Linked DNA regions of Mus musculus: regions 2 and 3 are each linked to region 1. Evidence: chromatin contacts called from public promoter capture Hi-C data. All regions are on one chromosome and are shown on one strand. The core of a region is the stretch at or near the end of the contact, and the rest is flanking DNA. Distances in the headings are between cores, read along the strand shown. Region 1 holds the start of Fam210b (family with sequence similarity 210, member B). Region 2 holds the start of Prelid3b (PRELI domain containing 3B). Region 3 holds the start of Nelfcd (negative elongation factor complex member C/D, Th1l).

Region 1 (4,575 bases), core at 1,274-3,773:
CACATGCAATACTCTCATTTCCTAGCACAGTATCAACCCAGCTTGGCGGTGTAAGCCTATAGTCCTTTGGAGGTGGAGGCAGGAGGATCAGAAGTTCAAGCCTATTGAGTTGAAGGCCAGCCTGGCTGGAATACAGGAGACCTTGTCTCAAAACAACCAGAGGAAGCCATATTAGAAAAAGAAGGTTGATTGAGTTGATCACGCTGTGTGGTAACACTTGCTCCCATCCATTTGATAAGTACCGTATGTGTTGACTTTGTACTGGGCCGTGTTCTGAGTGCCATGAAAATCTTAGTTTAGTGCAATCCTCACAATATCCCCATGAACAGAAGAGGATCTGCAAAGTCCGGGGTGTGTGTGTGTGTGTGTGTGTGTGTGTGTGTGTGTGTGAGCACATAGCCAGAGGCAGCACAGCCCAATCCCAGACCCAGCACTGTGCCTGTCAGAGTGTTCCAGAGCAGGGACATTGCAACAAACCAGACGGACAGACCTCTAAGAAGACTCTGACTTTAGGGAGCAGAGAACAAACAGTGAAACCTAGGGAGGAGACACACCAAGACAAGCAAGGAGTGAGTCAGGAGGGATGCTGCTCATTAGATAAGGGACGCCAGCCAGCAAGCCACTTGCATACGAACTCCTCCCCCTCCCCCCCCCAGGGTCACAAGTGGCCTCCACTCACTTGGTCTATGTGACCCTGAACCCTGAGCTCTGAAAGGGCTCCTTGTGTGGCGTATCTCCCCATCTCTGGCACAGTGCAGTCCTTGCTGTAGGCAAGAGGTTGACATGTCACTCAAGACACTTGATTTACTATCTAGAACATTTGGAGACCCCAGCTGGCCTCCCAGTGAAGGCAGGCAGGTTGGAGGTGGAGTGGGAATGCCGGACTGAGTCCCAGGGCAGGTCCCTCCCCCACAGTTGGCTTCTTGAGGAGTATCCTTTTTGAAGTACAAGCTCAGCTCCTGGGCTCTGGAGGCCCTGGGCGGTGTGACACGGATGACAGAAATCACTGGTGTCAGCCATGATGTACCAGATGCCAGCTAGCATGCTGTCGCCTATCACATTCACCCTCTGGGAAATGACTTAGTAACATCTCATTTTACAGACATGGAAAAGGGATAGCGTTTGATCAAAGTGATTGACTTAGCAAGCAGAGACATGGATCCTATGAGCCTGAGACCAGACTTATCCTTGCTGTAAACACACCTGTCAAGGCAGAGTGTGTGTTTAAGGTTAGGGTTAGGGTTAGGGTTAGGCTACCAACAGGGCTGATGTGGCAGAACAAGGTGAGAGGTTGTACCAGATCGTGAAGGCAGCTAAGATCTGAGCGCTAGAGAAGAGACAGTATAGGGCGGGGGGGCACACTACTGGTAGTCAGGGAAGACTTTCTGGAGGAGAGGGAAGCTATGCGGTGCCCTGAAGCACGGTACGCTGTGAGTATCCTGACTTGTGCTCAGGAGCAGAGCTGAGGCCAGTGTCCTGTCTGTCAGGCAGGAGAGAGGGGAAGGAAGTCCTTCCATCATTGTGCTCGGCACTCAAGGAAAGCGACCAATCCCTAACTGAAAAGCCACGGGAGCAGACAGTACTCAGAACTGCCCGATTCATGGCAGTGATCTTTCTTTCAGACTCCCCCAGACCTCGACGCTTCCGATCTACTACTTCTGAACTCCTGCTTTTTTTTTTTTTTTTTTTTTTTTTTGAGACCTACTTGAGATATGCTGCTGTCTGAATGGAAGCTGGTTTTCACTCTGAGCACTCAGGGCAAGTAACCACAACAAAACGGGATGGACTGCCTGCTCTGAGCCTGCTCTTCCAGCTAGATAAAAGGGTGGCGCAAGGAGCACAGGGAAGCGGTAGATGTACCGGCGGCACCGGCGATGCCGCCTCCTGGGCCCAGTGCCCAGGCCTCAACTGAACTTCAAAAGGAACAAGTCCAGGGGCCGGACTGGAAGTTCATATAGAATTCAGGCCCCTTGCGATCGGCTCGGTAACGCCACTGTTCTGGCTTTCGAAACTGGGGCTCGGCGGGCGACTCCATGACCTTGGGCAGCGCACCATTCCACTCCTAGCCTCAGTTTCTCCGGCTGCTAACTGAAAGAGATTTTTCTCGGATTCTAGGAATCTGAGAACTCAGGGACCCCGGAGGTGACCCGTTTCGGTCAGGTGCAATGTAAAAATTGTCCATTGGGGCTGGCCCTGGCACGGCGCTCCGGCCACTTGGGGATCAGGGTCCGAGTGGCTGTGGGGAGTCTTACCTGGCGGCTGAGACAGTCCCCGCGGGCCGTGCGCAGCAGTCGGGCGTCCGGAACCGGATGGGACAAGGCTAAGGCCCAGAGCGGTGGAGCACAGGAGGTGGCGGTTCCCAGGAGCCAAGGGGCCAGGGGCCGCAGCCGGGTGCTCACTCTTCCTGCCGGGCCAAGCAGCGTCAACAGCCCGGCCATGGCGCGCCGCGAGCGCAGCTCCAGTGTGCCCACTCGGGAATCAGCTCCAACACAGCGCGGTGGGCGGGGCCGAGACCGGGGCCTCGAGCTCCACCCCCCGACAGGCCCCGCCCCAACACCTTTAGGGCCCGCCCCCGGAGCGGAGCTGAGCGTGGGATAGGCGGGGCTCTATAGCGGAGCGCAGGTTTTGGGCTCCACCCAACAGCTCCGCCCTCCGCAGAAGCAGCCTATCCATGAGTGGGTGGGGCATCTGGAGACGCTCGCTCTCTTTTGTTCCCGCCCCTCAGCCCCGCTTCCTTGGCTAAGTTCCGCCTCCTGAAGCGGAGTGGGCGGGGCTGGGGACCTGCCAAGTCTATCAGCCTAGTTCTCAGGACCTCAGGCCAGTTCTTTGTGGAATGCATTTTCTCAGAACTTTCCAGGATTTTGAGTTTCCGGACTGTGGAGCGCGGCTGGCGGCTGTTTCAAGCGAGGGCTAATGCATTCTTTGTTTTTCCTCTCAGCCGAATGGGTGAAACCTGGAAGACTGATGCTTACGTGAATGCTTTAAAGAAGAAAGGAACTATAGAGGTTAACTCTCACTTGAAGAAGCCCTCTAAATGAGCCTACTATATCGCGGCTGTGAACATGAAAGCAGCCACTGTGGAGAAAAGTTTTGTACTTTCACAGATAGTTAAAAGTACACAAACCAGGTTGGTCAGCAACTCCGCTCCCATAGTGTCTCAAGAGAAGCAAAGACTCACATTTCTGTCGGACTAAAATCTGACAAGAGGGCACTCTCTCTTACCTGGTGACTATGCACTGCCTGGGGACTTGGGCCCACAGGAAGGCGTTGCTGGCATTAGATGTGGCCCCTCTACCTTGGACCTCTAGGCCCATGAGCCAAAATTAACCCTTCTGTTCTTATAACTTAAAGAAATAATAGTAAACTGTTATCTTGACATGGTGGTGCAGATCTGTAACTCAAGCACCCAGGAGGCTGAGACAGAAGGATTAAGAGTTCAAGGCCAGCCTCGACCCCAGGAGAACCTGTCCTACACACATGCTCAGAAGACAGCAATACTCATAGCAGGGCAGTCCAGATATCTGTCAGCTGGAGAATGGAACTTCCATCTGTGGATCACTTGCTATCCAAGCTGAGTTCCACCCTGGGGCCCAGGCAAGGTGGGGGTGGGGGCTGGGAGGTGGGGGGAGAGAGCCACAGTCTCCACAAAGTGCTCCTCTGGCCTGTACACATGCTCCCTCCCATGCAATAATAATAAAAAAATTTTTTTAAAGTAAGGCGTGAACACCTTCATCCTAGGGACAAGTCTCAGGACTGCTTTGCCAAATGGAAAATTCCAGCCACAAACACAACATGCAGGAGGATTTCATCTTCAGAGAATGCAAAGTTCACAGGCAAAATTCTGGACCCCCCCCCCCAAAAAGGTCAGCGGCTATCTAGGATTGTGAGTGGGATTTGGGCGGGGATTCAAGGAGCAGGGGGCTGACAGGGCAGTGAGGGTCACCACAATAAGCAAAGCTCACTTTTATGCAGAGCAATCATACTTCAGTGAAACAATGCCAGCGGTCCCCAGGACAGGCACCGTGGCCCAGCCTATAACTACAGTATTTGGGAAGTAGAGGCAGGAGCTCCAGACCAGCCCCCAAGCTCAGTCTCCTTGACCCAAAAGAATAAAATGTATAAAGCTAACATTCTCAAGATGTGCTGGCTGGATTCCAGCTTGGCAGAGCTCTCAGAGTCAGAAACCACGCTGGTTATGCCTGAGCTCTGTTTGTGGTAGTCCGGTACCAGTGTCTGAAGGAGGCAGACTGATCCTGTGTGGACTGCTTCTGCTCAGGGTGTTCAAGCTATAAAGATGAGTTAAAGGTATAGTCCTAAGCCGGGCGTGGTGGCGCATGCCTTTAATCCCAGCACTTGGGAGGCAGAGGCAGGTGGATCTCTGAGTTCGAGGCCAGCCTGGTCTACAAAGTGAGTTCTAGGTCAGCCACAGAGAAACCCTGTCTCGAACCCCCCCCTCCAAAAAAAAATAAAGGTATAGTCCTCAGTCACATTGGTCCTGCAACTCCAGCTGTGTGACCTGGAGTCAGTGGCTCAGCCTCTCTGAGCTTCACCTTTTCGCTTGTAAATTGAAGACAC
Region 2 (4,575 bases), core at 520-3,019, 2.1 Mb before region 1:
CCAAACCCCAAAGAGTTATTAGCATTTTTTAGTACAGGGAGACACAGAAAAGACCATCGGACCCCAGACATCCACCCACCTAACGATCCATCCCCATCACTCCAGATGAAGGAAGCAAAATCAGTAGACTGGTACAGTCATGTTTTGGAGAGCAATGGAAAAGAAGTAAGTTTTCTGGTATGACTTTGACAAAGAAAAAATCTTGAACTGGGGGCAAAGAAAGAAAAGAGAAAAGAGGAAGAGGAGGAGGAGGAGGAGGAGGAGGCAGAGGAGGCTGGCCAGCTAGCTGGTGAACAGCTTCATGAAGCTCTAGGGCAGCAGGGACTGACTGTTCTGTAGTGACTGCACTAGAGCCAGTAATACACAGCACTAACTTCACATCTTAACAAAGGCTGGGGCCCTCTCAGCAGCCCTTAAAACATTATCTCCCCAAGAAATCACTCAAAGTACTGAATATATATATATATAATCCCCCAGGTAAAACAAATTACACTTAGCAGCTACCAACCATATTATTTCCTTCCTGTCTAATATAATTTTTCTATCTTTTAAAATATAAACTGCTTTGGCTATTTTAAAAAAAAAAATGATCCACCCTCCTAAATTAACCTGGCTTTATTTGTTTTTAACAATTGAACAAACTAGGGACAAAGGGTAATTCTAAGTAGCTCTTTAAGTACCGAGATGCAAAGATTTTCCTCCAACTGTCATTTCAAAAGGCAAATTGTTCTGTCGGGAGGCACAGGATGCGGGGAACAGGGTGCGCAGAGGTGGGAAGCTACACCTGAAACCCAAGCCAAGCAGTTCGTCCATCTTACCCGGCACATCTCTGAATAGAACCACATGCCATCCGCTCCTGCCCCCTCACTTCTTAGTCATTCTCTCACGAATGTCATCTGTAATTATTAGGTACAGGGAGGAAATCACTGAACAAGCCTAGCAAGAGCCTCACCCTCACGTGCCTACAGACTAGAAGTCAAGCAGATAAACTAAATGGCCTAATTAATTCATTCCTCAAATAACTATTTCATTTTCAATAACCTTTAAACCCCTGCTATCCAGAGGTGCTGAGTGCCATGATGGAGACAGGCCAGGGCTGGCTTTCTGGGGGATGACTTACAATGGGAGCTAACAGATAAACAAGATGACTCCAGAGTGGTAATTGCTGAGGAATATGTAACAGGAAGTTGTGGAGGCACAGGAGGGCGTGGGCATCACTGAGAAATGGTGATGGAGATGACCTATGACCGTAGAGCAATTGGTCCAGCCCTGTCTGGGTGGCCTGTTCCACCAAGGGTAACCAACCCTGGGCTGGCAAGGGCACGGGTGCTGATTGAAACCACCCCTGTCCCGCCACCCCACTGCTTAGATTGAAGAGGTGGGACTAACTCTCTAAGACCACACCACAAAACCGTACTCTGGCAAACGCCGCCAGGCTCAGCCACATCCAATGAGAACTTTAGACACATATCAGCAACCCGCCAAACCAGCCAAAAAGTCCCGCCGCCAAGGCCCGCGCATGCGTAGTGCGGCGCCGGCCGGCCGCCTCACTTTTCGGCTCTGCGCCGGCGCACTGAGCCTTCACGAAGGAGGGACTTGATTGCGCCGAGCATGGGGGGCGGGGCTTGGTTGCTCTGAGCCAAGAAGACTGGGCAGGACTGCGCCGCGGGGCGGAGCCAAACCCGGCTTGGCTAGGCCGCGGGATGGCACTTCCGGGCGTCCTAGCGCCTGGCTCGACGGCGCCTGCGCGCTGCGAGGCCGGCCGGCCGGGACGGGGCGGGGCCGGCGAACTTCTGTGCCTCACTGTCCCCGGACACTGAGGGACACCGGGCAGGCAGCTGGCACCATGAAGATCTGGACTTCGGAGCACGTCTTTGAGTGAGTGTGGGTGCGGCGCCCGCCTCCGGCGCCCTCGGGGAACTTCCTGGCGTCGGGTGTAGCGAGACAAGCGGAGCTCGGGACTCGGGGGGATCGCCAAGGTCACGACCCCGACCCGAGCTAGGGCTCCCTGTCCCCAGGCCTGGGAATTCCTCCCACACCGTCGCCACTGACGGAAGACAAGAGCGGGCCGTCGAGCCTGATCCGGAAGTGACTCCAGGGGTCACAGAGCACGAGGCCCGAGGGCTTCACAGGGTTTTGGGGTGTCCTGAGCGCCGACGTATCCAGGGTATCCTGGAGTTTCCTGACTGATACCTGACAGACTCACCGGGACCTGACTGAACCCCGACGGCTTGTGGTGGCTGGAGTGCCCTGACTGATACCTGACAGACTCACGGTGTCGTGGCTGAACCCCAGTGATGGCATGATGGCCTGAGTGACCTGGGTTGTTCTGACTGAAATCCCCCATGTTATAGCGCCCCTCACCCCCACGGACATCTAGAAAGCTGGCCACCCACGTGGAGTGTCTTCCTGTTGGTCTCAGCTCATGCTACCATGATGCCAAACATTGATGACAGTCAATCTGGAGAGCAGATCTCTTGATTTCTTGATCAAGATCTCTTGATCTAGAGACCAGGGCCTGCTCTTGCAGATAATTTGTCACCTCTGTTTCCTATTCCTCTCAGCCATGACAGCTGACTGATAGCCAGTGTCTGCTATCACATCCAGTCACAGCTTTATGGTTCTCTGAACTTATAGTGGGAAACAGGATCAGAGTCAGTGGGGTGTTGGGAATTATACCACCCAGGTTCATGGTGCCACACACAAGAACAACAGAGCTTTCTACCTAAATAACTGGTTTACGCCTTGTTCCAGCCCTCCTTTCTGACTGATTTATTGTGCTCTATTCTACAATGTCATCTTGTCATAGTTATTGTTGACTTACATCCGAAACCACTTCCAGATGATCTGAGCTCCTTCACTCACTTGGCCAATGTTGCCACACTGTTTTAATAGTATAGCTTTATGGTGCCTTTTAATCTACAAATGCCAATCCTGATTACTGAGGGTAATTGTAAAAGAAGTTTTACATAGTAGATCATATCTGAGTACCTGCTGTGTCCCAGAAAGGACAAACTACTAGAACTAGAAGGGACTCTCAACGTTTGTACCACTTCTGGGACTGAGGGGCTGTGGTCCTTAGGATGCTGTCTGTTTCAGAACAAGGGGTTCTGGACCCCAGTCCTCTTCTACATCTGAATGCTTTGCTTCAGAGCTGTTGGCCCAAAGTGTCATCCTTAGAACTTAGAACTTGTTCCTCCCTTACGGTTCTCTACATCTATACTCTTTCCTCGGCTTGCCTCCCCCCTCACCCCCCCTACCCCAACCCTTGGATCCATCCCTTCCCTTTCCTAACGGCATGTGTTCAATGAAAGTCGGTCGTTGGTGATCCTAGTCTATTTTTGCCACAGACCTCTGGAGTAGATGAAAGCTGAAGGACCTGTCTTCTAGAAGATAGATACACAACTGCTCCCTGGGAGGAGCCCAGCAGTGCCTTGTATCCAGACCGGTTGGGCCACCCAAAGTCCCAGCCTACATGCACTTTGGCACCAGGATCTGTATGTCAGCCAGGATGGTGCTGCATGCCTGTAACCCTAACAGTTTGGGAGCCTGAGACAGGAGAATTCCCATGAATATCAGGCTAGCCTGAACATCCGGGTACACAGTGTGTGCTGGGCAGCCAGGACAGCATAGCAAGGCCACATCTCAAAACAGTAACAGAGACAGAAGCGCACTGAACTTCCCACTTCGCCTCCTGAATTGCAGTCTTGATGTCTTGCTTCCTTTTTCAGGGTTCCATCTTGAGAACATTGCTCTCTCAAGCAGGACTCTAGGTCATTCCTCATCCAACCTAGCTTGGATTTTTTTGGGCACTGTCTTCTTGAGAAGCCCTGATTAACCAGTCACTACCAAAGCTGCTTGGTATGTTTTTAGTCTCACTCCACCGATTTCCATACTGTCTGTGTCCTTGCTTTCTGAAGATGGATTTCAAACTCTACATATTGTATAAGTGAGCCTTAATTTGTTTTTAATCTCAAGCCCTATTCCACAGTCAACAAAGGTCTGTAAGTAGAAGCTTCATAAATCTAAACAGTCCCCAAATGGCAGTGATATAGGCCAAGGCCTCTTCTTGTCACTATGGCAACTATCTAAAATGAAAATCAGAGGAGGCCCTTCTTGGTCCCTCATCCAATCAGGAAGCATGGTTAGCTACCGACCATGCACTTATCTCCTCCCCCATTCTGAAAATTAATAAACATCCTGGGGCCACCGTGCCTTATTGTGGTTTTTCCATATCTCTTCTCTTCAGGCCAATAGGGAAACATCACTGTTGACCTAGCTCAAGCTTCACCAAGGGCAGATACATGATAGCTCGTGTCCCCGCAGTTAGGTTTATCTGCATTAACATAGCATCACTATGTGAAGAAGACCCTGGCCACAGCTGACTGGCCTGTCCAATCTCACTCCTGTAATGGGAACACTGGTAACTGACAGAAGTGGAAGCAGTTATCTTGGACAGGGCAGTGCCTAGGACAAACTGTACAATCAGTTGATGGGGGGGGGGGGGGGTCTCAAAACTTACTGCACACCTGAGCACCAATCATGTGTCGTGCCTCCGAAGTCCCCGAAAAATCC
Region 3 (4,575 bases), core at 1,451-3,950, 2.1 Mb before region 1:
CCCAGAAACCTTGGATGTGTCCTCAGTTTCTCCTCCTCTCCCTTCCCTCCTACTGTCTGCCAGCAAGCCCCCCCACCCCCCGCACTCCATCTCCCATTCGAGGGTCCAGGATGCTTCCTGCAGCAACACCTCCATACGCCTGCCTCAATCTGTGACCCCACGAAATCACCTTTCACGTCGATGCTACCCTCGTTAAGTCACAAATCTGACCTAGCTGCTTAGTTTCCTGTTTCCCTCGGCAGGGAAAAGAACCCCAGCTCTGATGTAACCCTGTCCTGCTTACCTGTGCAGTCTCAGCTACCATCAGTCCCGTGTACATCCTGTGGACAACTCATCTAAGTGTCTATAAGTCAATTGCTTTGAGCTCCCACCATCCGGACTCAACAGCACTGTAGGCTCTCTACCTCGTCCTGTCCCCAAACCAGGGAAGATGGACCCAGCTCAAGTCTCCATCCTCCAGCCCTCTGGACTTTCGCCCCTTCAAGTACAGTCAGAGAATAGAGATGAAGCAAGTGGGCAAAGCGCAGGGGTGTGCAGTGTTTTCACACTGTCACATTCCCACCTACAGGCGTGCTGAACCACAGTCAGGACACCTAAGTCACAGGTGTGACACCCCACTAGCTCATCCCTCTCATTGGAGAGAACACATTAGGGTCAACAGGTCAAACCAGCGTCACTAAGACTGAAATTCAGTGCCAGGTATAGTGGCGCACACCTTTAATCCCAGCACTTGGGAGGCAGAGGCAGGCAGATTTCTGAGTTCGAAGCCAGCCTTGTCTACAAAGTGAGTTCCAGGACAGCCAGGGCTACACAGAGAAACCCTGTCTCGAAAAACCAAAAACAAAAAAAAAAAGGACTGAAATTCAGTGGACTCTAGGCCAGGGCCTGGCACGCCTAACCCTCAACAGACACAGAACATGGACGACAACCACCAAGCTAATCCACAGAGTACTTTCTTGTGTCTGTGTGGTCTCCTGAGATGTTCCTGTGTGTACATTGTCTGTGTGTAGATGTTAGAGATCAAGGTTGGGTGTCTTCTCCAGTCACTCTCCACACCCCTTTTTGAAGGTCTCTCGGTAACACGGACGGTTCAGCTGGCTGGCCAGGGGGCTCCAGGGATCCCCCGGTGCTGGATTACAGACAAGAGCTTTTTATGTGGATGATAGTTTCTGAACTCAGGACCTAGTGCTCCTGTGGCAAGCACAGTACTCGCTAAGCCATCCCCGACTCTTACTGAATCTGAACCACCTCAGTTACTGAGCCACTTAAGTGACACAAAGGACATCACTCTGAGTCTTCTTTCCTTCCTTATGCCCTGGGCAGGTGGCTGAGTCTTTCTGCCTTATTTTACTTATGAATAACACTCAATTCAAACTCTAGAACAGTGGTTCTCAGCCTTCCTAATGCTGCAACCCTTCAACACAGTTCCTCATGCTGTGGTGAACTCCACCTGTAAAATTACTTTTGTTGTTACTTCATAACTGTCATCTGCTACTGTTAGGAATCACAATGTGAATATGCAAGATATCTGATATGACCCCCACAGGGTCACAGCCCACAGGTTGAGAACTGCTGCTCTAGCGCCTAGCCTGCGATACCACACAAAAGCACTTAGCCCAACATCCAAATTAGCTAAATCCAACTCTATATATCCACCTCCGAGTTCCCAAGTGATGTAGTATGCTCTAGCATACAAACAGATGCCCAGGGTCTTATGTCCTACTGGTCAGCAGCTAGCTCTATAGGACCCCTGGAAGCTGCAACTGATGACTGACAGCTCCTGGTCCAGCAACCAACCAACCAACCACGGAGGGCTTCCCTCACTCGGTTCCAGAAACCCCTCACCTTTCCTCCATCACCCTCACTGCACCACTGACCACTCCACTGGTATACCTCACTGCATCCCATATTCATTCAAAGCTCATCTCACTTCCTGTAGAAAAGCCAAATTCCAGGGCCCCTACTCACTGTCCAGAAGGATATGGGAGGCTTAAGTCAGTCATACAGCTGGGTGGACTTCTGATTTCCTAACCCTGGTGTTTGGGGGGACACTGAACGATACCCGTTCCCCATCTCTCACCCAAATCTTGGACAGTCGGGGCTACGAGATCTTTCCTGTCCTGTACTCTAAGGATGAATGAAATCACCCAAAAGTGGAAAAAAAAGTTTGGTCTGTCCAGCACCGGAGAGTGTTTTCCCAACCCCAGAATGCTGCTGGAGTTTGGAGTTAGTTTGTTCACTGTATCACTGTGGTCCACTTCTCCCTTAGAGTCTGTCCTGCCCCCTCGGGCACCATGGCTTCTGCTTCGCAGAGATCAGCCCCAGGTGTCACTGGGAATCGGAATGCATGGGAAACTGAGGTCCCTAACGGGGCAGGACCGGCCCGAAGCCCTGAGTGCAGTTCCTGGACCCGCTTTGCTAGGGTCCGGGGTCGGAGGTCAGGGAGTCAAGGGTCACGGGTCCCCGTACCCGGGTCTGGCCGGAGCAGGAGCCGCGAGGACAGGACACAAACCCGGCTTCCTGGCGGAACGCCTACGGCCCTCTCACCTGGCCGCCGTCTGCCTCTTCGCCCCACTCTGAGGCATTCCCGAAGTAGTCTTCTCCCATAATTGTACCCGGCGCCGGACCCGCCATATCTGCCGCGTCTCCTCACTGCGCGTGCGCCGGACACAACAAATGGAAGAGCGCGTGCGCGGTTCTGGGCCTCAGGCAAGGCTAGAGAGGCGGAGTTGGAAAGGGGCGTGGTTACAGAGGAGGCGTGGCCTAGTCTTTGGCCTGCTGGGCGGGGAAACACCTTGTAGGATCTCTCATGAGCAAGATGGCTTGAGTCACAGCTTTATGTCTGCCCAGAACACTTCCAAGTTACCTTTTCTCCTTTTTAAGACAGGGTCTCGCCGGGCGCGGTGGCGCACGCCTTTAATCCCAGCACTCGGGAGGCAGAGGCAGGCGAATTTCTGAGTTCGAGGCCAGCCTGGTCTACAAAGTGAGTTCCAGGACAGCCAGAGCTATACAGAGAAACCCTGTCTCAAAAAAAAAAAAAAAAAAAAAAAAGACAGGGTCTCACTCGGAAGTGCAAGCATGCTTCCAGTTGCTATAAAAACCTCGAACCTTCAGTGAGCTTAAGCTTTGCCTGGACAGTGCAGCTGCCAACCGAGCAGGTATCACAGAAATGTTCGGATTTCTTTTACTATGGGCAAAAAGTACTCGGTGCATTGCAGAGCGAGATATAAAACATATTTCCAGTGGAGGAGGCCCTACAGCCTACAAAAGCCATGACTGGGCTCTGGAAAAGTGGACCCACTGAACACCTAGACTGAAGATACCTGGAGAGGCCTCCTGGCAGGTGGCCCCAAATCATCGATCGGGGAGGTTAACACCATGGGCTCTGGATGCAGACAGTGAGGAGAGGCTAGAGAAAAGAGCCAGCCATGTAGTACAGTCCTCAGGCACTGTCTGCAGAGCTGTTGGAATGCTATTTTACTTCTTCCTTCCTTCCATCATTTGACAAGTGTTTGTTGAATAACTCCTAAGTGCCTGGATCATTGATAACACCTGGAGTACAGTGACGTACTCAGGGACGAGATCCTTGCCACTTTGCCACCCATGATCCGAGGGAGCTAGCCTGCAAACAAAGGGGAGAAATGATAATACTGGATAACCAAAGTAAATAGTCTGTAATGATAGAAGAGACTTTCCCAAGATGCTCAGGGTGGCTCTTTCCATTCCAAATAACCTGGTGAAGAAAGTCCCCCACCAGAGCTTGTGGCACCCTGCATTGTAGTTGATGCCAGAGCCACCCAAGGTGACAACCACTTGCAAGGCTTTAGTCCGATGGCACATTGAAGCACTAGACACAGAGTTAGCAGGTAGTCAGCAGGAATTAGTTATTATAAAAGTTCATCTGGATTTTTGTTTAAGGAAAGTGATGGAACAGATATATCTGGAATGTCTAGCTATTTGCTACACCCAAAGAGGACTTATGGAGAGGAGGGAGGAAACCAGAGTTGCAGGGAGTGAGGAGGAAGGTGGAAAGGCAAGGAATGGTCTGGTAAGAGGCTACTTAGACTTCCAGTCTGTACACTCACAGATAGCCCAGCAGGAGGTAGGTTTCTGCCTGGGGACAAAGATGTGTTCAGGCTGAGGCCATTGGAGGCAACCCTGAAAGGCTTCTTTGCAGATGGTGGAAGGACCACTTTCCATCTCTCTGCTTGGTGGGTCTAGATCCAGCTCACATGATGAAGGAGCTTTAAGTTCAGGAGTGCCCTGCTATGGATTTGTTTCAGGCTCATTTTTATTTGTTTTCTGAAAATGTTGGGAATAATGAATGTCTGTTAAATTCCAACTATGGCTCTTAGATACTGTCTGAGTGGAAAGCAGGCAGATTCATTTATGAATAATTAATTGCACGTACAGAAGCAGGGATTGTCTAACTCACCTCTCCCTTAACCAATAAATGGCTAATTATGACAGTGGTTAACAAGCCTAGCAGCATTGCATCCAGCCTATGTCACTGTTGCTAGAATAACTGATCGCTAGCCTCCTGAGATACTACTGTTCTCTGGAAAGACTCATCCA

What was found. Capture Hi-C pulls out chosen DNA fragments and counts their contacts.
Region 2: a promoter capture Hi-C map of adipose tissue shows a contact between it and region 1, with 4 times the contacts expected there. The contact joins the promoter of Prelid3b here to the promoter of Fam210b in region 1. A contact is called at or near these places in 3 of 484 Hi-C or Micro-C datasets (CD4 T cells, the G1E-ER4 cell line and rod photoreceptor) and 1 of 9 other capture datasets (adipose tissue).
Region 3: a promoter capture Hi-C map of adipose tissue shows a contact between it and region 1, with 3 times the contacts expected there. The contact joins the promoter of Nelfcd here to the promoter of Fam210b in region 1. A contact is called at or near these places in 1 of 115 datasets of contacts at active chromatin or transcription factors (fetal liver) and 1 of 9 other capture datasets (adipose tissue).

Annotation. Positions count from the first base shown.
Region 1 is chr2:172,343,525-172,348,099 of GRCm38.p6, reverse strand. It overlaps Fam210b (family with sequence similarity 210, member B), which reads right to left and starts at 2,523. Exons shown (of 3, transcript NM_025912.4): 1 at 2,253-2,523. The coding sequence starts at 2,438.
Region 2 is chr2:174,470,135-174,474,709 of GRCm38.p6, reverse strand. It overlaps Prelid3b (PRELI domain containing 3B), which reads left to right and starts at 1,769. Exons shown (of 6, transcript NM_025531.2): 1 at 1,769-1,878. The coding sequence starts at 1,847. Gm38546 (a long non-coding RNA gene) reads right to left here and starts at 1,699. Exons shown (of 2, transcript XR_867090.2): 1 at 1,121-1,699; 2 at 601-896.
Region 3 is chr2:174,413,929-174,418,503 of GRCm38.p6, reverse strand. It overlaps Nelfcd (negative elongation factor complex member C/D, Th1l), which reads right to left and starts at 2,700. Exons shown (of 15, transcript NM_020580.3): 1 at 2,548-2,700. The coding sequence starts at 2,634.